Regions from separate parts of the Mus musculus genome. Here all the other regions are linked to region 2. The links are chromatin contacts, called in public HiChIP or PLAC-seq maps. All regions are on one chromosome and are shown on one strand. The core of a region is the stretch at or near the end of the contact, and the rest is flanking DNA. Distances in the headings are between cores, read along the strand shown. Region 1 has its middle 190 kb from the start of Gm52008. Region 2 has its middle 51 kb from the start of Gm32935. Region 3 has its middle 250 kb from the start of Gm52008. Region 4 has its middle 13 kb from the start of Gm52008. Region 5 has its middle 150 kb from the start of Gm33236. Region 6 has its middle 180 kb from the start of Gm33236.

What was found. HiChIP or PLAC-seq counts read pairs in DNA pulled down with a chosen protein or histone mark.
Region 1: a contact with region 2 is called in an H3K4me3 HiChIP or PLAC-seq map of the SCID.adh cell line, with 10 read pairs. The contact joins two enhancer-like sites. A contact is called at or near these places in 1 of 115 datasets of contacts at active chromatin or transcription factors (the SCID.adh cell line) and 1 of 9 other capture datasets (embryonic stem cells).
Region 3: a contact with region 2 is called in an H3K4me3 HiChIP or PLAC-seq map of the SCID.adh cell line, with 12 read pairs. The contact joins two enhancer-like sites.
Region 4: an H3K4me3 HiChIP or PLAC-seq map of the SCID.adh cell line shows a contact between it and region 2, with 11 read pairs. The contact joins two enhancer-like sites. A contact is called at or near these places in 1 of 115 datasets of contacts at active chromatin or transcription factors (the SCID.adh cell line) and 1 of 9 other capture datasets (embryonic stem cells).
Region 5: an H3K4me3 HiChIP or PLAC-seq map of the SCID.adh cell line shows a contact between it and region 2, with 8 read pairs. The contact joins two enhancer-like sites. A contact is called at or near these places in 2 of 115 datasets of contacts at active chromatin or transcription factors (the SCID.adh cell line and T-cell acute lymphoblastic leukemia).
Region 6: an H3K4me3 HiChIP or PLAC-seq map of the SCID.adh cell line shows a contact between it and region 2, with 12 read pairs. The contact joins two enhancer-like sites. A contact is called at or near these places in 1 of 115 datasets of contacts at active chromatin or transcription factors (the SCID.adh cell line) and 1 of 9 other capture datasets (embryonic stem cells).

The regions. Positions count from the first base shown.
Region 1 is chr12:107,297,541-107,301,635 of GRCm38.p6, reverse strand. No RefSeq gene overlaps it. Among named protein-coding and RNA genes, the nearest start is that of Gm52008, 190 kb to the right of the region's middle. Within about 2 kb of position 2,470, at least 3 of the 459 cell types and tissues checked have an H3K27ac peak or open chromatin away from gene starts, as enhancers often do. A contact at or near this core is called in the SCID.adh cell line, where this site is marked.
Region 2 is chr12:106,577,515-106,581,248 of GRCm38.p6, reverse strand. No RefSeq gene overlaps it. Among named protein-coding and RNA genes, the nearest start is that of Gm32935, 51 kb to the right of the region's middle. Within about 2 kb of position 1,333, at least 2 of the 459 cell types and tissues checked have an H3K27ac peak or open chromatin away from gene starts, as enhancers often do. A contact at or near this core is called in the SCID.adh cell line, where this site is marked.
Region 3 is chr12:107,360,662-107,364,518 of GRCm38.p6, reverse strand. No RefSeq gene overlaps it. Among named protein-coding and RNA genes, the nearest start is that of Gm52008, 250 kb to the right of the region's middle. Within about 2 kb of position 2,233, at least 33 of the 459 cell types and tissues checked have an H3K27ac peak or open chromatin away from gene starts, as enhancers often do. A contact at or near this core is called in the SCID.adh cell line, where this site is marked.
Region 4 is chr12:107,122,531-107,126,362 of GRCm38.p6, reverse strand. No RefSeq gene overlaps it. Among named protein-coding and RNA genes, the nearest start is that of Gm52008, 13 kb to the right of the region's middle. Within about 2 kb of position 2,577, at least 34 of the 459 cell types and tissues checked have an H3K27ac peak or open chromatin away from gene starts, as enhancers often do. A contact at or near this core is called in the SCID.adh cell line, where this site is marked.
Region 5 is chr12:107,493,409-107,497,104 of GRCm38.p6, reverse strand. No RefSeq gene overlaps it. Among named protein-coding and RNA genes, the nearest start is that of Gm33236, 150 kb to the left of the region's middle. Within about 2 kb of position 1,779, at least 3 of the 459 cell types and tissues checked have an H3K27ac peak or open chromatin away from gene starts, as enhancers often do. A contact at or near this core is called in the SCID.adh cell line, where this site is marked.
Region 6 is chr12:107,465,997-107,469,861 of GRCm38.p6, reverse strand. No RefSeq gene overlaps it. Among named protein-coding and RNA genes, the nearest start is that of Gm33236, 180 kb to the left of the region's middle. Within about 2 kb of position 1,976, at least 11 of the 459 cell types and tissues checked have an H3K27ac peak or open chromatin away from gene starts, as enhancers often do. A contact at or near this core is called in the SCID.adh cell line, where this site is marked.

The sequences.
Region 1 (4,095 bases), core at 1,221-3,720, 720 kb before region 2:
AGGTCTGTGACCTTACTAGCTCTGGAGAGCTGGCGAGGCTTCCAGTACCCAGAAGGATTTCCTTCCTGTTGAGTAAGACTCAAGTCCAATTAGATAGTTGGTTGTCACCAGCATGTCAATGGCACTTTTCTAACTTTTATGCACAGTTTGCTCTGTTGCTACTTGTCATAGTTCATAATCATTGCAACTGGGTAGGGATATTTGATTGCTTCCCTCCCTTGGCAACTTGTGTTGTATCATTATTATTATTTAAACCATGGAAGATATTCCTCAAGAAAGGCTTTCAGGTTAGACTAACTGAAAAATCCAAGTCCTGAGTTCTAAGTATATAGTGTCTTCAGTCATAGGGGTTTACTCTCAACTCCATAGGGGTTACAAGGATAATCTATATTGCTTTGGGAGTCACCTGAGCTATCCTGACCAACCATTTAAAAGGAAATTCCTTTTCAGCCTTTACAAGGGAGGACATCCCATCATATATTGCTTGGTGAGACATTAAAGATATTATTCCAGCCAGGTGAAATGAGCTACCCATTAATACTGAATGACTCCTCTTTCAGGAGGTTCCCCGGGGCAGTCAGATTCAGAGAGATGGAAATGAGAATGGAGTCTACCCCAGCTGGGCAGGGAGGGCTGGTCAGTTACTGTTTATGTAGAGTGGGGTCATTTTGCAAGAGAGTGTCAAGATGTCAAGATACTGGCCATCATTGAGTGAATGCATTCTGAATGTTGAGAACCTATGCCCTCTGAGACAGTGAACAGGTTGCCTCTTATGGGCTGAGTATCTTGCTTTTTAAGATGTGAGCTTAAAACTTTGTAGAAACCTTGCAAAATGGGTGTGGATTGAGAAACCAAGTTCATTTTTTTCCTTCTGGAACTGGCCTGCTGGCCATCAGCTTCTGCTGTTGGTGCCCCAGTGCAGCTAGACAGCCGTCTGTGTCCTGTTTGTTGGGACAGCACCTAAGACCCATTTTCTCCCAGAACAGAGTTCCCAAAGAACATCAAGGAGTCAGCATGCAGCCTCGCTAGGAAATGCACCTAGTGAGGTCTTCTGAGTGTGGAACACTTTCTCTAAGGACTCTAATGGGCTGGGCAACCCTACAGCAAAGCTGAACTCCAGCTTCCCTGAAGGTAGGAAGAGAACCTTTGAGATTTGGAGATTTGGGGAGTCAAGGGGATGGCAGGCTAGGAAACAGGCTGCCAGAAGGTGCCAGAGAGTGGGAGCATCAGCCATCCTGAGCAGACAGGGCCAGGGAGTCCCTGGCATAAGCCTCCCTGGTGTGCCCATCAGTCCATCAACTGTAATAACAAAACCCTGTGCAGTAGGTGGCCATCCGGGCCTTCAGTCTGAAAACTCCTGCAATGGATGAAGGCAATTGTTTTTACTGCTGTTTCCGTAATGTTATGATCCTTTTTATTACTGGTGTAATACACTCTATTCTAGTAGGTCTTAAAGGTTGTTAATAAAATATTAATGCCTTTTATTTATTTTTTCATATATTTCACTGCACACGTGCTCGGGTTCTCGTCATGTGGGATCGTTAGTGTAATGACTGACCTCTCAAGGGAGTCACCTTTAGTCTATGATTAAATACAGGCTTAAGGTGGCAAACACAGGAGCCGAGAAAGTCCTGCCGCTGGGGCTTGCTGGAGACAACTGGAGAGACGAAACTCTGTAAGCGTGTTTGCTTTGGATGCTAGATGGCATCTTCGTGGTGGGCTGGTCAGGAGTGGGCTGGGTGGAGCCAGTCCTCCCCTGGGAAGGGTATGGCAGCCTGATGCCCCCCTCACTCCCATCAGTCCACTTTTCTTCCTGTCCTCGGTCACTCCTGCAATTCCTCTGTTCTCCTTTGTTCTGGTCTGGTCTGGTCTGATCTGCTCTGGTCCTGCCTTTCCATGTTCATTGAAGAGCTAGGATGCACAGTTAGTTCAGCCTTTCCTATACCCTCCCCCCAACTTAATGCACACCAAGTCACGAAGGTTGCAGTCTCTGGCCATGGTCTTACCAACTGGACCACCTGTCTCCTGCCCCATTTGGCAGCTATGCATTGACTAGTTTTCTTCAGTCATCAGCTCAAGGCATCAACTTGATCACTTGCTGATTACCATCTCAGACGTGGGGCATCCAGTCTGAGAAAAGTTTAGTGCTGGAGATATAAGAAAGGTTTCATGCTGGAGAGGAGCCAGAACCTTGTAGAAAACCCTTGTGTCCCCTCAGCAGCTGTGCCAACACAGTGTGCTCTCTTTGCAAGAATGCCCTCTCTTCTGAAGAACTGTGTCGACACGGGTGCTTCACTGTGTGGCTCCTACCTACTCTCTTGTTGCAAGAGTCATTTGCTGATAGGTATCAACGTAGGAAAGGGTTCTCCTTTCTCTCCCTGCAGGCATAAGCCCCAGGACAGGCAATGAGGGGGGGACTCTTAAATCTAGCTGTCCTGAGAAGGTGTGTTATCATAAAAGCACACAGCTTAGCACATCCTGTACTTACAGAAGCGTAGATCAGAAGCAGGTGTCCTGGCGATGTTGCTGCTGGCCTGCTTGTGCGTACCTGAGAAAAGCCAACTGTTATTCTGAGGGAACCATCTTCAAGATTTTAAAAGTTATTCAATTTTAGGGGGTATGTTCTAAGCTCCCACTGATAGTCCTGAGAGGCACAAATAACTCTCTTTGCTTTACAGTGAGGAGATGGAGGAAGAGAATTCATGTGGCTACAGTCACATCCCATGTCAAAATCTGGAGCTGAGAATCCTACACACAGACCCAGAGTGCAGGCACTTCCACCGTCCATGAAAAACTAGCTTAGCTGCTGTAGAGATAATATCTTATGTCTGTATGGATGTAGCACCTGTCAATAATAGATCTGATGGCCTAGGGCTTAGACAGGAAATAGGAGATGGAATATCTGGGAGGTAGAAAGGATTCTGGGAAAGAACCAGACATGGGACATTCACCCAGGGAAGATGTGTCTAGCTAGACACTCGGTACTTGAGCACAGGTAACCAGCCGTGTGGCAGAATGTAAATTAAAAGAAGTGGGATGTTTTAAGTTATGATCTAGACAGAGAAGAGCCAAAGCTTGAAATCAAGGCATTTATTAATAAATAAGTAGTGCCAGAATCATTATTGTTGGAAACTTAGTGGCCAGCAGGAAAAACAGATTTACAACCCACTTCGTGTGTGTGTGTGTGTGTGTGTGTGTGTGTGTGTGTGTGTGAGAGAGAGAGAGAGAGAGAGAGAGACAGAGAGAGAGACAGAGACAGAGACAGAGACAGAGAGACAGAGAGACGCTAGTAGACAACTTAGAATTGGTTCTGTCCTTCTGTCATGTCATCAGGCCTGGTAGAATGCACCTTTACCTGCTGGTCCAGCTGACTGCTCTTTCACATTATTTTTGAGACAGAATCTTGCAGAACCTGAAGCTTACATTTGGCTAGGCTGGCTGGCGTCCGAGGCCCAGAGATTCCCCTGCCTCTGCACCCCCAGCACTGGGAGTGTGGGCACACACCAGTACACTCAGCTTTTATGAGGGGCTGAGAATCCAAATTCCAGTCCTTATGCTTGTGCAGCAAGCATTTTCCAAGCCCAAACAACGTCTCAGTGTCCAGGCATGGTCTGCCTGCAGAGGAGCATGGTCCTCATTGCATGCTTGCATTGCAAAAGCTAGGAGGCTGAGCTCAGGGCAGTGACATTGGGATGAGAGTGGGGGTGGGGGACTCTGAAGAAAGAGTGGATCTGGAAGGAAGGAGGAGATTGAGACCACAGTACAGAAGGTGAGTCTGAAGCCAGGGGTAGAGGCCTGAGCAGAGCAGAGAAGGGTGTGCTAGTGGGATGTGGCAATGACAGGGTTAAAGGACTTCTTTCTCATGGTAAAAGGAAGCCACCCATAGTCTGAAGTATGAGGAGGAGGAGGAGGAAGGGAAGGAGGAGGAGGAGGAGGAGGAGGAGGAGGGGATGATGGAAAGGTAGAGGAGGGAGAGGAGAAGGGGGAGAGTAGGGAAGGGAAGGAAGAAGAGGGGGGGAGGAGGGAGGATAGGGAGGAAGAGGAGGGAGAGGAGAAGGGGAGGAGGAAGGTAGGTAAGGGAAAGAGGAAGAGGGG
Region 2 (3,734 bases), core at 84-2,583:
GCGTTTACTTCACCTTCAAATCACCAGATACTGTGTGTGACCTGTCACAGAGAAATAGTTATTGACATTTATAGCATGGTCAAGGAAGTAAAAGAAAGTGAGCAGGAAAAAAAAGGGACCAGGAAGGAAAAAGGGACCAGGAAGCTTAAACCAGGCTCTTCACCTTCTGGAATCATTCTCTGGAATAACAAGAAACAAAACCCAAAAAGATTGGGTTAAAATTATGAAATTATGTCTGTATTGTGTGCTGTGTGTGTGTGTGTGTGTGTGTGTGTGTGTGTGTGTGTGTGTGTGTGAAAGAAAGTTATCTTGCCTTTAGTTTATGTGTGTTTTCATGTTATGAAGAGTTATGAAGATTCTACTGATGGATTACTTCCTGATTTTTTTTTCAACACCGTATCTACTCAGAATTTCCTCCTTACTATAACTTATAATTTCAAACAGGAAGGTGAGATGGTTAAGTAAAAAATAAATACCATAATTCGAGGTAGGCTGAGACTGTGAGATGGCTCAAAGATGCTGGCTACACAAGCATGAAGACCTTGACCTCTGGACCCATGGTAGAAGGAGACAACGAACTCCAACCACTTATCCTCACATCTCCACACATGCACTGTGAACACACGGACCCTCAAGCACACACGGAGACATACTCATGATAAATAATATAAAAAATAAGCAGGAGGATGGAGAGATGTAGATTGGACTGGCTGAGTGGCCTGGACCATCTTACTGACCTTTTAGCTCACTTCCCATCTATAGAATGAGTCCTTCGATCTTCTCAGAAACATTTGCTGTAAAAATATTTTACAAATGCCAAGAGGACCTTCCAGCAGGATGATGGCAGCATCTAATCCCTGAAGTTAATGATTGGTGGGTTGAATAGGTTTGGCTCCCATAGGGAGTGGTATTATTAGGAGTTGCGACCTTATTGGAGTAGGTGTGGCCTTGTGGAAGGAAGTGTGTCACTGTGGGGGAGGGCTTCAGGTTTCCTAGTGTTTAATCAGCCCCTATTTGTGGGAATAGCTGCCTGCTGGCTGCCTGTGGAAGACAGTCTCCTTCTGGTTGCCTTCAGATCCAGATGTAGAACTCTCAGCTCCTTCTCCAGCACTATATCTGCCTGCGTGCTGCCATGCTTCCCACTATAATGATAATGAACTAAACTTCTGAAACTGTAAGTCAGTTCCAATTAAATGTTTGCCTTTCTAAGTGTAGCCTTTATCATGGTGTCTCTTCGCGTCGATGAAACCCTAACTAAAACAGAAGTTCGTATTGCTGTGATAGACCTGACCATGATTTTGTTTGGAGGAATGTGGATTTTGGAACTTCGGATTAGTACAGCAGTGGAATGCTTTAAGTTGAAATTAATAGGTCATACGTGTAGGAACATGGAAGACAATTGTACCGAGGGTGATTTGAACTGTGGGGACCTGGCTCAAGAGATTTCAGAGGAGAAGTATTTTAGCTTGTTGCCTGGAGATTGTTCTTGTGATATTTTGGTGAAAAATGTTGCTGCTTCTTGGCCTTGGAGCTTGCCTGAGTCAAAAAAAAAAAAAAAAAAAAAAAAAAGGAGAGAGAGAGAGAGATTTAAATGATTTAAATTAATTATATTAACAAAGGAAATCTCAAAAACAAAAGTCTAACTCAGACCTTGTCCTGTTGTTCACTCTCATAAGACTGTTTTGATAACGTCTAGCAAGCTTAGTAAGGAAAACTACAAAATATACGGCTCAAGCATTAAAGGAGCACCAGGAAGTGGAATGGAGCTGAATTCTGTGTTCAAGACTATTAAATGAATTAAGGGAGTGGTGACCTTGGGGACCTTGGGGCAAGATCCCAGACAGTTAAGTTTCTTACCTCTGTGATTGAACAGGGGATACTTGCATCGTGTTAGGCATTGTTTTGCCCTGGTTGCTGTTTTCATTTGGACACAAGGATATATGATTGTACGTCAAATTGACAAGGGAGGGAATTGTGATGGCTACCCGTGGTTGTTAATTTGACTATATCTGGAATGAACTACAATCTAAAACTTAAAAAGATCCTGTGAAAAGGAAGTAAATATCCAGCCATGGTGGTACACGCCTTTAATCCCCAGAGACAGAGGCAAGCAGATCTCTGAGTTCAAGGCCAGCCTGATTTAGAGCAAGATCCAGGTAAGGAAAAGCACATGTTCGGGTGTGGTGATACTCAACTTTAATCCTGGCACTCAGGAGACAGAGGTATGCAGATCTCTGAGTTCAAAGTCAACCTACAGCACAAGTTCCAGGGTAGTCAAGCAATAAGGGAAATCATTGAAAACAGAAAAATGGGAGAGATGTAACTAGAACAACGGGGCCATGTTCCAGCCCCTGCAAGCAACATAACTTGGTAGCTTCAGCCAGATGGATCTCGCTTTAAAGTCAAGAATAGAAGGAATTACTGGGATAATTGGTGCTGGTTAGCTGGAGCTAAGAAATTCACTGTGATTGAAAAGAGACCAGCATCACTGGGGTGAAATCTTCTGGAAAGTGTTTTCTGAGAGCACAAAGAAGCTGTACTCCAGAGGAAAGCAAGGTTGCACCTCATCCTGGCAGCTAGGATTGGTAAGAGTCATTCAAGTGGACTGGTTTTAAAGGGATGAAGGAATCAGAAAACAGCTGAGGCTTGGCATTATGAGAGCCCAAGAAAGGCCACTGGTGAGGGTGAAGTCTCAATGCCAGTTGAAGGCCCAGGACTGAAGCAAAGGAGTTGAGAGTTGGCACCATGAAATAAAGCCTATAAAAGGCTATCAGTGGAAGTGAAACCTAGTTTCAGCAGAAGACCCCATGGGACTACTACCAAGAGTATTAGCAGCGGTGGAGTGGAGTCAACCAGAACTTAGTGTGTTACGGAGGGCAGAGATAAAAAAGTGACCCAAGCCCTTTGGAGGATCCTGGGAAATCATGTGTGGGTCCCAGACATTGGAACAAGAAGCTGTAAAGTTGAAGTTGCCTTGCAGATCCCAAAATGTTAGAGATTCCAGAGCTCTGGACCACCTGCCAAGGGAAACTGCTAATAGGGAGTACAGATCCATCCCAAGAGAAAGAATTGTGTTGCAGGCAAAAAAGTTAAAAGGAGTTGGACATCAGACATGGAGATGCGTTTAGAGTTTGCCCATTTGGTTTTTGGTCTTACTTTGGTCCAGTATTTCCACACTATGATGTTTTGGAAGGATAATGTATACACTATAATATTGGAAGTGTGCAATCTGCTTTTTTATTTTGATTTTATAGGGGATTATAGTGAAAAGATTGAATGAATATCACAAAAGACTATGGCTTCTTTCACCAATTCTTTCCAGGATATTCCATAGGCAGAAACTTTATCAAGTGCACTCTGCTTGAACCATCCATTGTTAGAACCAGTACTCGTGTACTCAGAGGACACATGCTTGGCTTACGTAACTCTGATCTCTGTATTCTAGCTGTGGACAAAAAAACAGATTCGATGAGAAATCCAGCATCGCAAAGTCCCTTTCACTTGAGTCCCTTCCCAACCAACGAGAACAAAACTAAGCTCTGCCTGTTCATTCGAGGTGACTCTAGACTGATATAGCACATTAACCCGCCACAACAGCTTCTATTTCTGAGAAGTGCTTTATTCCAATCCTTTAGATTGGCACTGTCTTCGAAATCCTGGGCTCCAAGCTTCCACAGAGCAATGTAGACTGCATAAATCCCCAGAGATGGCCAGGCTTTCTCTAGAACTTCACA
Region 3 (3,857 bases), core at 984-3,483, 780 kb before region 2:
TCAGGCTTAGGGATGGTATTAGGGTTGGCGTTAGGGTCGACGTTAGGGTTAGGGTTAGGGTTAGGGTTAGGGTTAGGGTTAAGGTTAAGGTTAGACAGACATGGTACTAAGCACGCACAACCCAAATCCTGGGGAGGTATAGAAAGGCAGATCTTTGTGGCTACTTGGACAGAGAGCCTAACCTGATTGGAAAATCTTAGGTCTTAGAAAGAGACAGTGTCTCAAGAAAACAAGGTGGATGACTACTGAGGAGCAATGCTTAAATTTGTACACACACACACACACACACACACACACACACACACACACAGAGAGAGAGAGAGAGAGAGAGAGAGAGAGAGAGAGAGAGAGAGAGATTCAGACACACAGAGAAAGATAGACATACACACAGACATACACAAACACACAGAGAGACATACAGAGATACACACACAGAGAGACATATACATATATGCACACACACAGAGACATACACACACAGACATACACAAACACACACACAGACATACATACAGAGATACACACAGAGAGACATACACACATATGCATACTCATACATACATACACACACATATACACATACATACATACATACATACGTACACACATCAGAGAGAGAGAGAGAGAGAGAGAGAGAGAGGGAGGGAGGTGGTGTGGACAGTGAACAGCAGCTGTGACTTGGTCTGCTTGCTTAGCCTATGCGCAGCATGAGGCATGAGGTATTCACAGATCCTAACAAAGCTTTTTGAGCTCAGCTCATCCATCAGGCAATGCTTGTCAGAGCAGCTACCTTGTCTGGGGATGGGAGCATGCCTTTGACTGTGTTGTTTGTCTTGGATCAAAAGCATCCTTTGCAAGGGACTCTCCCTGCTTCCTGGTCAGGGTAGAGCAAGAGCCTGTATTCTCCTCATGTGCAGCGTGGAGCTGAGACATCCTGGTCCCTCTGTTAAGGGTGCCCCCTTCCCCCCCCCCCCACCCTGTGATCTGCCACCTCTGCTCTCACGGGCATGGGAACCACTTGTTCATGTCAGAGGAGTCGGCTGTGACAAGAACATTAATTTCTTTGCACAGACATGTGTCCTTGTCACTCGTGAGAAACATTGCAATGTTGAACACTCGTCTGCACACAGAAACAGGCGACAGTACTTCGTTCCAGAACAAGCCATTCAATGGGGGTGGGGATGGGGGTGACAAGCAGGTGATGATCTGTGCTTACCCCTCAGGCTGCACGACAGGATCTACCTAAAAGCTCAGGTCACTGCCAGTCACTCGATCTTTACCATTGTCATAGTGTCCTTCGATCCACTAAGTTTGCCACAGGGAAGAAAATGAGTTTCTGGGTGTAGAAGAAGAAACTTCCGTTTTGAGAAGGTTAGGGAATCCAACACTCCCTTCTGACCTCTATAGGTTGCTTCATGCCCATAGGGCACATATATCTAGGTGAACACACATACACATAAAATAAATACACAAATGTAGATATTCAAAGTCATTCTCTTTCAAGTAGTATCTTTTGGAAAATATAAATTTAGATTAATTCCTGGCAAGGCTGCAAAGAGGACCTGTTAGTTGTTAGACCACAGGCTGAACACAAAGTAAGGAAAATATTGACCTAGTTAAAGCTGAACTTTTCTATCTATTCTAGACAAACCTTGTGGGGTCTGCTATATAAATCCAAAATTCCACCAAAATTGTTATCCTAAGCATAGACAGTACAATGGATTTCAGTTCATGGTTGCCAGCTGGACCACCACCATATGGAGGTTTCTTTAGTAGCCAAGGGAGTGTCCCTCGATGGTAACCAACACGGGCCAAGGAACTTCAAACTGAGGATTAATTAAGTATTGGTTTCCATTGGCTTTAGCAAAGTCAAGGGCACGTAAGAGGTGTTCAACTTCCCACAGAAGAGAGACAGGGTATCGGTATAGTTTAGACTAATAAATCCTTACAACAGCACCTGCATGATGGTGGAAACTTGAGTTTCTAAGAACATGCCACCTCTGGTTGGATTTAAACAGAAAGGTGGCTTTGCTCGCTCATATTTCCTACCAGGCAAACCCGGGAAGGATTCTCCTATGTCACACAGTCAAAGGTGTCCTGGGCACGCGTATCAGTTATATGTGGTAGGGGAGAAAGGATGTGTGATGTTTCTGTCTACTCCATTCTTAGCGGGGACAGACCTTTGTCGCTGGAGGCAGGCTAACAAAGAGAAAAACAAACACAAGTTTAATGCCAGCTCGGTCTACTTCCTGTACAGATGTGAGACAGCTCAGAGAAGAGCTGATCTCCGGAGAGATCTCGGTGTGTTATCTTAGACCTGAGGCTTTAACACTCTCTTCTCTAAGCCTGAGAAGAATGAAAGCAGGGTGGGCTCGAAGTAAGTCCAGTTGAGATAAACCAACCAGGGAAAATACCAAGAAACCAGGGTACATTTTGTACTATAGATTTAAGTAGAACAGACTTCTGTGGTAAGCATCTCTGGTCATTCAGGGTTGCTCTCGATGGTATAAAGGTCACACACACACACACACACACACACACACACACACACACTGCCCCCACTCACAGTAAATCACTCGCAGATGTAAATGTCTCCCATGGAAATTTTCGAAGTGACCCCTGTATGTATGTACAATTTCTTAAAAACAGAAAATAGAAAGCAAAACCAAACAAAACCAGCTCAAAATAAGCCTTGCGCCAAAGAGGCACGTTCCACAAGTTGGGCCTGTGGCACGTGCTGGCCTGTGGCAGTTGTGTCTCACAATGGAGTATAGTGTGTGCTGACTACCATGGAGAGTGACAGTTCAATCATTTAGGACAGTCTTCTGGAAGGCTGAGAGTAGTGTTAGTTTAGTAGGCCCACCATAGTGCGGCGGCATGGGCAACAAGACCTTAGTGCCTCACAGTTTAGAAGGCCGAGGTGGTCGGCATGTCAGCAGGTTGACTCCTTCTGCAGTCCTCCCTCCCTCCTTAGCCTGCTGATGCTCTTTCCCATGTGTTGTTAGTCAACTCTTCCCTTTTTGTTTATCCAAGTCCATATTTTCCCCCTTTTATCAGAGCAGCAGTCCCCAGGACTAGGGTGCACCCTACTAAAGGCAGTTTACACGATCACCACTTTAGAACCCTGGCCTGTACACGCTGGGTTTTAGACATTAGGGATTTAACATATGAATGCATCAGTCCCAACTCAGCCCCTAACAGGGAAACCCCCTGGCACCGATGAGAAAACTCAGGCATAGAAATTTGGTCAAGGTCACCCAGTGAACAAGTAGAGAGCTTGGTTTCAATTCTGCGCAGGTCCAGGCTTTTTAGCGTGAGCTGGGCAAAGTTCTACGGAAATCCAAACCTGCATCTGAAACAGGAAAGGTGAGGTGGCTGGAATGGAGGTGAACCACAGCGGCTATGTCAGGAGCGCCACAGCACTGACACAGAAATGTGGAGTCGGGAATTGGCAACAGGTGCTGACTGAAGGTCTGGAGCTAGCAAGGGCACAGTGTGAGCCCGTGTCACATTTCCTTAAGGTCCTGAGTGGAGACAGCCAGCCCTTGATCAGAGCTTCATCTGGTGTACAGCAGCAGGCACAAGCTCTTTAAGGCTAGAAAGACAGGGATGCGGCCCGTGAGCCACTTCTCCCCCATATCACAGAGCTGCCACTAATATGAACAATGGGCGGTCTGCTTGCCGCTAATTGTGCTGGGAGAAGAGAGCAATGCTCGCATGAGTGTTCAGGCACACGAGAGACATCATCAACACAGTCTGAAACATCACCAGCTCCTGTTCAGGACTGATCTGCAATTGTAAATCCATTAGTGCTGCGCATGACTACTAAGAACCTGCACGTTTGCCAAGGAAGCTGA
Region 4 (3,832 bases), core at 1,328-3,827, 540 kb before region 2:
TCTACCCTTGTTCTACCAAGATTCTGCGGAATGCCTTCTGCTCCTCACAGAGGCCAGTTAGAATCTCAGCTTGGAAACACCCGTGCAATTTCTGTGAAATTATGGCACGGTAATCTCTTCATCTGAGAGTCATGGGTAAGCATGAAGCCTTTCCTGTCACATTACCATCACCTGGCGTCTCTTCCCTTGCATTTTAATGCACCCGGCCGGCTTCTGTCACGGGGCCTGTGTTCTGTTTATTACCCCTGGTGGGATGTTCTGCAGCTGGTCAATGCCACACTTCCCTCAGAATGTCACCAAGATACCGTGTCTGGCAACCCTGGTTATTCCCTGTTGCTCCCAACAGAGTCTACTTCCATGTCTGGTTTTAGTTTTCTTCACAGTGTTTATTTCCTGAAACAGCATTTTTACTTATTAATGTTTCTGCTATCTTCTCCAACTCTATTCTTGTTCTGTCTTAAGTGGTGGGCCAGGTCATGGTTGCTCCCCAAACATTTCCAGAATAGATATGTATGCTTGAAATGTGCTACAAATCCCCTTCTCTCTGTGGAGATCCCAGGCTCCGTTGAGAAGCAGGAAGCACCAGCTGCGGTGTCCACTTATATCTGTGGAGGGCAGCTGAGCACCCGGGGGCATGCACGCACGTGAGAAGAAATAGTCCAGGGAAAACAAGAAAAATCCACAAGACCACATATGAAGAAAACCTGAGGGGAAGAGAGCTAGAGAGACCCAGAGCAGGAGAGAAGCAAAGATGAGAGCAGAGACCCAAGGAGGGGGAGAGAGACATGCCCAGCCCTGAGTACAGAAATGGACAGCAGAGGCCAGGCCCAGAGCCTCAGGCCACTCTTCTTCAGCATGCCTGGCGCCCGCCCACAGGGAGTCCCTATTACATCATCTCCTCGCCCTTTGGAAGCTGAGTGCCACCTTATTTACTTGGATCTCCTGGTCAGCCCTGAGCCCTTTGTGAGCGGCGACGTCCCTGAGTGCTCCCCTAGAGACCCTGGCGTCCCCTGTAGCACCAGGTCAGGGACAGCCAATTACCACAGAAAAAGGTCTTGGTGGCTCCTGCTAATTGCTGTGGCCTCAGCAGGTCTTAATTCTCTCTTCCCTCCTCCCCAGCCCCAGTTCCCAGGGGCCCTATACTTCTCTGAGCACACAGATGCAAACTCTGGAAAGATTAAACTTCCACTGCCTCTCTGCCCAGGGCCTGCAAGTCATCACAAAACATCTAGAGAAGTGAAGACCCCACCCCTACCCCCGAGTGCCCAGTCCTCCAGGATCTTCCGTGTATGCCCACCCCCCCCCAAAACCTCCGCAGGTTGTCTTCCCTGAAAGGCTCCTGCTCCTCTCTGACACTGGGCCCCAGTCTCCCAGGAGCTCCTAGCTGGCTGAGGACATCACAAATCACAGTTGCATGGACCAGAACTGGAGCCAGAGCCACTCTATTTGTCAAACTGCTGTGACTGCCACAGCCCGAAGCTACTGAAGGGACACGGCTCTGAACTGGGCCTGTGGTTTTGATCTGTGGCCCCCTGTCTCTTTCACAGAACCCTAAAGCTGGCTGTATTTTATAGATCAGAACAGTGCATTATAACTACACTGTGCCATGCTACCCGTGGGGTCAAGGTAACACCTAGGGACAGAATGTGCTTCTACGGGCACAGCAGTGATCATGTCTGTTCTCACGGTGAGGGGAATGTGAGCTCCAGCTAGAGACTTCAAGGAGTTTTAACAATTCAGGTCAGGTTTTACCCACAGAGAAATGTTAAGACGCTTTGAAACCCATTTGACTCTGAGATCACAGGCCAGTCACCAGCCATGCGGCATGAGAACGGCTCTCTTTGCTCCGACGGTAGAGATGGTAACCCAGGGGTGAATGGAACTTCTGCTTGTAAGCCAGCTCTTCAGAAGTGGAAGGGGTGTGCAAAGCTGAGATAGTTCTTGTTCCCAGCAGTGCACGGCGGACCCCTCTGCTGGGCTGGCTGACTTACTTCACGCGTCGGCTTCGTGGGTGGGTCACACGGCCTCGGTCTGCACCTGTCACTCTGACCTCCTTTCATGGAAGGCATCTGGGATGGAATCAAAGCATTACCTCAGGGGCTGAGGTACAGACAGTGTCTGGTAATGTAGCCTGAGGCTGTAATGACCTGAAAGAGCCAATAGAAGTGTCCATTGTGTTAGAGCTATATTAAGTAAGTAGGGCTATATACTCTAGACACTCAATAACTGCTCACTTAAATCGCTGAAGCCTGGCCCCAGCCAGGTCCATCCACCATCATTCTGTGCACATTAAGGATGTGGAGGATGGAGTGCCCTGGAGACAACAGGTTTGGGCTTTCCCCAGGACATAAACTCAGAACACCTCTCCAAGATTCTGGAAGACATTTTCGCCTGCTCCAGGCAGTTCCCAGGGCAGACAGAGTGTCTTCACACTGCGACCTCTGACCTTGGAACAGGTGTCCAACTCTACCCTTGCGGCAAGACAGTTGACTTGTCAAGGCTTAAGAAGACTGTCACCCCTCTCCTCTGGCAGGGTTTCGGCTTCCTTCGCTCTTCACCGTGTGAAGATCAGAGGTGTGGCTCCCACCCCCCCACCCATGTGACAGAGGCAAGAGCAGAAAACAGGCTGGTTGTCACCAAGGAAGGCCAGAGGCTGCGATTATGTGTGGAGGTTCAATGTTTGCCCGTTCAGGGCAGGCAGGCAGGAAGATAGTTGTGAGGCTTTGGGGAGCCAACCGCCTGTGACTGACTCTAGCAGCTAGAATTAAAAATAAAAGGAAACAAAACAAACAAAAAATAAAAACAAAAACAAAATAAAACAAAAAACCTAACAACAACCAACCAGGCTTCCAGTGCAGCGTGGACTCTGGTAATCGGCAAGACAGGCTAGTTTGAATTGCCTCAGTTACCCAGTCTATGAAATAGGCTGCTGATGCACCCTTCACATGCCTGCTGGGTCATAGGATCTGGAGTGTGGGCAAGACTCTAACACAAAGCCCCAGAGCTAATGAGTTTCCAGTTCTCAAGATCGCGACTTGGCAGACACGGTCCCATTTGAGCCCTTGCTGGCTTGCAGTGTCTGTCCCCTTACCTCTGCTGATTAGCAGGCTCACTCAGACATTAGGTATGCTTACACGAGTTGCTCAGGACCACAGAGATCTCCAGTGGTCAGACTCTGGTAGAAATTCAGTTTTCTCAGACTATGAGCAAAATCACCTTAAAGAAGGCTGGGGAGCTAGCTGAAAGTTGGCAACGTGCTTGCTTTGCAATCATGAGGACCTGTGTTCAATTCCCAGAAACATAATAATAATAATAATAATAATAATAATAATAATAATAATAATAATAATAATAAATAATGTTGACAAGAACTTTGGTGTGGGGTGTGGATTTGTAATGCCAACAGGTAGATATTTTGGGCTCTCTGGTCAGACAGCCTAGCCTGCTTGATGAGTTCCAGGTCAATGAGAGATCCCATTTCAAAAGAAAGGTGGTACCTGAGAAATGTCCTCTGGCCGGCCTGCAAGTCTCCTTGTATAAGTGTATGTGTATGTCCATGAGCACATGTGTATGTGCATAAATGCATGCACATATATGTTTACACACACACACACACATGGGGAGAGAGGGGGAGAGGGAAGGGGGGAGAGGGGAGGGAGAGAGAGAGAGAGAGAGAGAGAGAGAGAGAGAGAGAGAGAGAGACTCTGTATAGTTAACAACAAAGACGATAGCTGATCATTAGTTTAACATAAGGAAACAATGTTTCTTATCAGGGTCCTGCTTTGAAGAGATAGTTACTATAAGAATATAATAACTGTTCCTGCTGGGGAGA
Region 5 (3,696 bases), core at 530-3,029, 920 kb before region 2:
GTGTGTGATAAGATCTCCTGCCCCAGCCTGCCACATGCCATACTCTGTGACTTCCCAGTTCTGAGCTGGCCTCCGCACATTTACTGTAGAGCTCAGGTGTGGCCATTCAAAGTCCTCTGCCAGCTGACTGTCTTGAACTCTTTAAGCATCCTCCTCTTTCTCTCCCACCCAATCACTCGCCAGCCACTCATTGTTCTTCTCTTGGACTCATTGACACCCACTTTCCCTTTGGGGTCTCCCAAGTCTATTCTGGACAGCCCATTTAGGCTCATCGCTCATTGCCAATGCCACTGGGTTCTGAACATGACCTTTCACCCTCTCTCACACAGCCATTTATTACCATGCTCCGCCTTCCATACTAAGCGGGGAGCTCCTTACAGGCATATTTATATTTGTATTCTAGTTCATTGATTGCTGTTGAATATGTACATTGCAAGCTACAATTACCGATCATTTTGTGACAATTACTGTCTATGTTTTTCTGGTGGAACAATGAGATTGGAACTGTTCAGCATGGTCTCTGAGGTTTTGCTTCAGCTAAACCCTCATTCATGTCTCCCCTCTGTCACTAGCTATAGGAACACCAAGTCATGGCCTAGCCCGAGGTTGGCTGCCAAGTAAGCTGCAAACTGTGTGGGATCGAGGTGGATGGCTGAACCCTCCCTCTGGCTCCCTTGTCCCCTCCCTCAAAAGTTGAAATAACGATACTACATGGATCTGTGCAAAAGTTTGCAGTAAATAAATGAAGCAGCTAGCATGTACAGCTGTCACATTTTCATTTTTTTTTGTAGTGCTGAAGATGGAATCTAAGACCCCATGCATGCTGAATTGAGTCATGCCACTAAGCCTTAGAATTGTCTTGCTGTGAAGAAGACAAACCAGTTTGAATATGTTGACGTATTCTAAGAACCCTGTCTTGATTGTGGTCCCGAATGGTCACCTCACTGACACACACCCAGTCGTTAATCTCAATGTATCAGTTTCCTTTGCATCACTGTGACAAAATATCAGAGACAGCAGCTTAAGGAAGGCAGGAACAAAGGGTTTATGTGAGCTCACAGTTTGAGGGTACAACTGTCAGGCTGGGAACGTCCAAGCAGCTGGTCCTACTGAACTAGCTATCAGGGAAACAGACAAACGCTCTGCCTCTCCTCCCCTGCTCCCCTCCCTCTTCCCTCCTCCCTCCCTCCTTCTTTTCAGTCCAGGACCCAAGCCCATGAAAAGATGCCGCCCACATGTAGGGTGGACCTTCCCATCTCAATGACCCAATCTAGAAACTCTTTCATAATCACATTCACAGCTCTGTCTCCTGGCTGGTTCTAGATCTTATCACATTGACCACATTAATCTTTACCCTGACAACCATGACTACAGATGTGGGAGTGGAATCTCAGAGCTTTAAGTAACCCGTCCTAGGTTAAGCACTGTCCTTGGGTGTCACATAAAGGTGAACTGTAAGGAGGTTTGGGCCAAATGCCATTCCCACATTGTAGATACATTTCCTTCAGACTGAAGGGTCCTTGGTGAGGACCTCGAGGTTCCAGGGTTAACGTCCAGTGCGAGGGGTTGGTTCACTCCGGTTCTGTCCCACAGCTTTGGGAACCACCCTGGCACATTCATTTTAGCCTGGCATAGCATAGATTTCAGTGATGGCTTGTGGTGCTGGGATGGACTTCTCTGTCCATGTAGCTATTTTTTCAAGTTGTTCACAGTCTCCTGGAAGGTGACATTCTCTTGTGATACTTTTAAGGTCCTTAGACCCTGAGGCTTTTTGCAGGAAGGAACTAGAGAAGTGACATTCACACAATCACCAGCTCATTTATTCATGCCACAAAAAAAAATGCAGTGAGACCTTGGAGGCAGGGATGAAGCAACTGTGTGTGTGTGTGGGGGGGGGGGGACAGTCCCCAGGCCCCCAAGCCCCGAGGCTTGCAGGAGGGGGCAAAGTAAAAGGAAACTCCCTAGAGACAACCAAATGGGGTGGCCTGGTTACATTCACAAATGTTTCCAAACAAACTTCAGCTCCTGAATTAGGCAACAGTGTTCCAATCCTGAAGAAACTTCACTCACCCACTCATTCATTCATTCACCCACTCACCCATCCACTCACTCACCCACTCACTCACCCACTTACACACTCACTCACCCACTTACACACTCACTCACCTACCCACTCACTCACTCATCCACCCACTCACTCACTCACACACTCACTCGTTTATACACTCACCCACCCACTCAACCACCCACTCACTCATTCACCCACTCACCCACCCACTCACCCACCCATTCACTCACCCACTTACACACTAACTCACACACTCACATATTCACTCACCCACTCACCCACTCATTCACCCACCCACCCACTCACTCACAGACTCATCCACTCACTCACTAACCCTAACCCTAACTCTAACCCTAACCCTAACCCACACACTCACTCACCCACTTACACACTCACCTACCCACCCACTCACTCACTCACCCACCCACTCACTCACTCATACACTCACACACTCACTCGTTTACACACTCACCCACCCACTCACTCATTCACCCACTCACCCACCCACTCACTCACCCACTTACACACCCACTCACACACTTACACACTCACTCACACACTCACTCACACACTTACACACTCACTCACACACTCATTCACCCACCTACCCACTCACTCACACACTCATCCACTCACTCACTAACCCTAATCCTAACCCTAACCCTAATCCTAACTCACACATTCACTCACCCACCCATTCATTCACTCACCCACTCACTCACCCATCCACTCATTACCTTGTGTACTTACCCTGTGCAGAGGCTTGTGTTGGGCACTTAAGGGGAGGACCCTACGAACCCACCTGGGAGCACTGTCATCTCTGTAGTGCTGTGTGACAAGTGTTTGGCAGCAGAGAAATGAAGAGCCCTGAGTACACACAGGACATCCAAAGTTTCCTTCAGAAAGGGCCTCTAACCCGAGTGGGCACAGAGAGGCACATTTGGCTGAGTCCAGAAAGGGACAGGGTTTGAGGGAGGCAAACCTTCCTCTAAAGATCCACTGGTGTGACTAGGGGGACCCTAGAAGAAAACTGCTGCTCAAATGTACCTGCTCCCCTCAAGGCCCTGTGAGGTCACTACTGTCAGGTGAGAAAACTTATTCTTGAAAACAGGCATGGTAGTATTGGTCCAAGGAGACATCTCACAGGAATGATGTACTTTGAATATGGCTGGAGGCTAATCTGCCGGGTCTAGGGCTTGCCTAGCAAATGTGAGAGCCTGAGTTAAATGGGACCCCAGAGTCCACGTCAAAGGCTGGAGGTGATGAAGTACGCATGCACTCATAGGCTGGGCAGGTGGGGAGGGGCGCATGCCCAGGCCTCATTGGCCAGATGAAGGTAGCTACTAAGGTCACCTTGTCTCAAAAACAAGGTGGGTGGTTCCTGAGGATCAACACCTGGTGCTGATCTCTGGCCTCCACACAGATGTGTACACATGTGCACTTGCATGCATAGTGATATGCACATGTGTACACGTGGTTATGCAACATACACACACACACACACACACACACACACACACACACACACATACACACACACACAGAGGCGGGCACACGGCACACTAAATAATACCAACAAATAATTTTAGTCAGTACATTCTAAAATCCAGGATAGAACTTTCCACAAT
Region 6 (3,865 bases), core at 727-3,226, 890 kb before region 2:
CACTCTCCCCAGAGTCCAGAGAAGTCCCCTGTCTCTGGTATTTTTGCTATGGCCACTGAGACTGGCCCTGTAAAGCCTGCAGGTCGGCTGGACTCTAGCCCATGCTTGGTAGAAGATACTGGTCCTTCTTTGGTCCAGTCTTTCTCTTAGCAAGGGTCTGCCATATGTTGTCCAGGATCTCTCAATGCTTGGTGTCATCTAAATGCACCAGGGGCTTAGAGCTCTTGGACTTCAGCACTAAAACACTCTTAACTATGAAGACAATGACTTCTTCTAAGACACAAGTCTTTGGGAACAGGGTTCATCGGTACCTGGAAACAAACTTTGACCAGAACAAAATGGGATAATGTTTTTGTATTTGACAACTCAAAGTCCTCTCTACCTGCCTTATCTGGTGGCCCGCACACCTTCATAAAGCTATCCTTATTATCATCATGATGAGCTAGCTATCACATCATGAGGTGGGGGAGAGAGAGGAGAGGAGGGAGGGAGGGGAGGGGTGGGAAAGGGGGAGGGAAGGAGTGAGAGGGAAGGAAGGAGAGGGGGTAGGGGAGAGAGAGAAAGAGAGGGAGGGAGGGAGGGAGGGAGGGAGGGAGGGAGGGAGGGAGGGAGGGAGGGAGGGAAGGGAAAAAAGCATGCCATACAGATGACAAAAACAAGGTGAGTGGGTTCCACAGGAGGCCTGCGAAGGGTCAAGGTCCTTTACCATGAGTAACCAAGAAGTACTGCTGACTCTGTGTGACCCCTGTAGGCCTCACTGAAACCCACTTGTGACTCCATTTTGAAGGCACCAATTGAGAAAGTGGTCCTGTTCTTTGTCTGGGGATAGACACAAGTGAACAAATCTCTCACTTAATGACAGGATGGGCGCTCAAGCTGGATCAGGCCAGCTCACCTTTGGTAGATTGCCTATGATGCCTCTAGAGCCTGTTTTGAAGCCAAGCCATAAAACTTCCAATACAGTGGTTCTCAACCTGGAGGTCATGACCCACCTGGGGGTCATGTGTCATTTATCCTGCATAGCAGATATTTACATTACAACTCGTAACAGTAGCAAAATTACAGTTATGAAGTAGCAATGAAAATAATATTATGGCTGGGCAGTGGTGGCACATGCCTTTAATCCCAACACTTGGGAGGCAGAGGCAGGCGGATTTCTGAGTTCGAGGCCAGCCTGGTCTATAGAGTGAGTTCCAGGACAGCCAGGACTACACAGAGAAACCCTGTGTCCAAAAACCAAAACCCAAAATCCCAAACCCAAACCCAACCCCTCCCCCCCCCCCAAAAAAAAGAAAAAGAAAATAATATTATGATGGGGGGGGGCACCAGAACATGAGGAACTGTACTAAAGGGTCATGGGTCATAGCATTGGGAATGTTGAGAATCCCTGTTCCAGAGTATTCCATATTTAGTCTCTCTGTCTCTATCATATACACATATACATACATGCTTGTGCACACACATATACATACATGTGCATTCACAGACACACAGACACACACACACATATCCATATAGTCCACTTGTTTTATGAGTAATACAAATTTAAGTAAAACATGAAAGACAAGGTTTGGATCTGAATCTTTGTCACTTGTACTTATTGCTGAGTGACAATGGTCATTCTAACTAGCCTCCTTTGAGCTCCAGTTTCCCCATATCTAAATGGAGACATGGAACAGAACTTCCTTTGCGTAAGTGTTCTGAGGTTTGAGGAAGACGATGTGAGGTTCTGGGTGGATGATCAAGGGAGGAAGTGGTTAGTTTCCATGCCTGGAGTCCACCTGCACAGTGATGTGGTGAGCACTAGGAGCAAGAGCCACAACCAGGGTGTGAAATGCATGCAGCACAGCTTGTCACCTGATGTGTTCCTGCTTCCCAGGCCATTCTGTGTGCAGGCTGACTGTTCTGGGTAGTGCACACACACAGTGCCACCCTATGAGTCTGGCTTTAAAGGTACCAGGGACTCACACACATGAGTGTGAGCACAGTGTGAGCAGCTGATGCAGTGAAACCTGACAAGGACTCGGTCCTTGGAGAGTCCACTGTTAATGTAGGGAATAGAAACTGGGAATGGAATACAAACACACATATGGGGGGGGGGAGAAAGGTGTGAGGGAGGGAGAGAGGAGGAGGGAGAGGGGGGAATGAGAGGAGGAGGAGTGGGAGAGACAGAAGGAGGGAGAATGAATGAGGGGGAGGGAGGAGGGGAAGAGAGGGGAGAGGGAGGCAGGGAAGGAGGGAGGGAAGGAGTGAGAGGGGAGGAGGGAGAGGAGATGGGGAGGGGGTGGGAGTGAGTGAGTAAGAGGAGGCAGGGCTGGGGAAGAAAGAAGGAGGAAGAGGGAGGGAAAGGAGGAGGTGGGGGAGAGAATGAGGGAGGCAGGAAAAGAGAATGGAAGTTGTTGATTTGCTGTGCGGTGGAAGAATCAGAGACAGCTTCAGGGAAGTATGATTGATAAACTAGGCACTAGAATCAGACTTGGAATATTTCTATGGAAGAGAGAGAATGTGTTGAGATTCTGATGTCAACAGGCAGAAGCAGGTGCTAGCAGAGCCTGCTGTGCAGGAGCTGGAGCCCAGGGGTACTGAGGAAGGAGTTAAGGCTGCTCCCTCAGGGTGGTGGAATCTCAAACTCCTCCTCCTGGGATGGGAGACCCCAGGGCATCTTGAAGTTGAAGCAATGCCGGCATGGTGTATTACCATAGCCAATTACATGGGCTCCTCTGCTCAGCCATTCAACCACCCCCTCTACCCATATCTATGTAGCAAGTGAAAGTCATATTCCCAGAGCAGGCAAGCCATCTCCCTCTGAGTTCTCAGCTCACCAGGGAGAAAGGATGCCAACCTTGTTATTTAGAAGCAGAAAAGCTCCTAGTGACTGACAAGCTAGGCAAAGCTGGATGGCTACAGGGAGCAGGAGGTGACTTCAGTAAAGAGAGGCAGCTGGCTTCAAAGGTGGCAGTGCTTCAGTGTGGAAGGAGCAGCATCCCACCAGGAGCAGTGGAGGAGAGATAGGCTCTGGGGAAGAAAGCAAGGAAGCAAGGAAGCAAGCAGAGGGAGTGAGGTCCCAAGAGGCTGTGCTGGAGACATTGTAGCAGCTATAGTGAGCAGAAAAGGAGGCCAATGGAGTGAGATCAGACAGCAGGACCACACCAGATCCTAGGAGGTCCAGGAAAGCCAGGCAAAGGCTGTCTTCTCCCAGGAGAACCAGCAGGAGTCTGGAAACAATAGCCTGCAAGTTTGCCTGACTACAAAGGGACTCACCTCAATCACAATTTGAACCTCTCTGTCCTCCCTCCCCCTCTTTAAAAATATTTCTGATTCACTTTCTTAACTTTTAATCCAAAGCTCGGCTGCAGTTGCTACTGTTTTCAATTTGTATTATCTATGCCCCCTCCCCCACTTTAATCCTCTTAGATTTCATTTCTGCTGGGTTAGTGAACCCACTAATCAGGTAAGCAATGAGCAGCAACTGGTCCAATTATGATGAAGAATGAGACAGGCAGAGATGTGTCACAGCATCAGGGGGGTTCATGTTGTCATGGAAACCACCCTGGGGCATGTGGGGTCTCAGTGCAGAAACACCTAGACACCCCTGAGGATGGTGCCTGGGGCTGCTCATCACCTGGTGAGGGACCCTGTGCAGCTCACCTGGCTTGACTTCCTTCTCGTCTCTGCCACTTCACAGGTGACATCATGACAAAGTCCTTCTGGCTCTTCAAGGCTCAACTCGAATGTCTGCCTCTTCTTTTGGAGGGGATCCAGGCTTGGGTGAAAATTTCCTCTCTTAGGGAAAGAAGACAGACTGCTGTGTTTGCCATATGCTGCCTCTGCGACATGGGGAAGGGTGTCACTCTCTTCTGAGCCT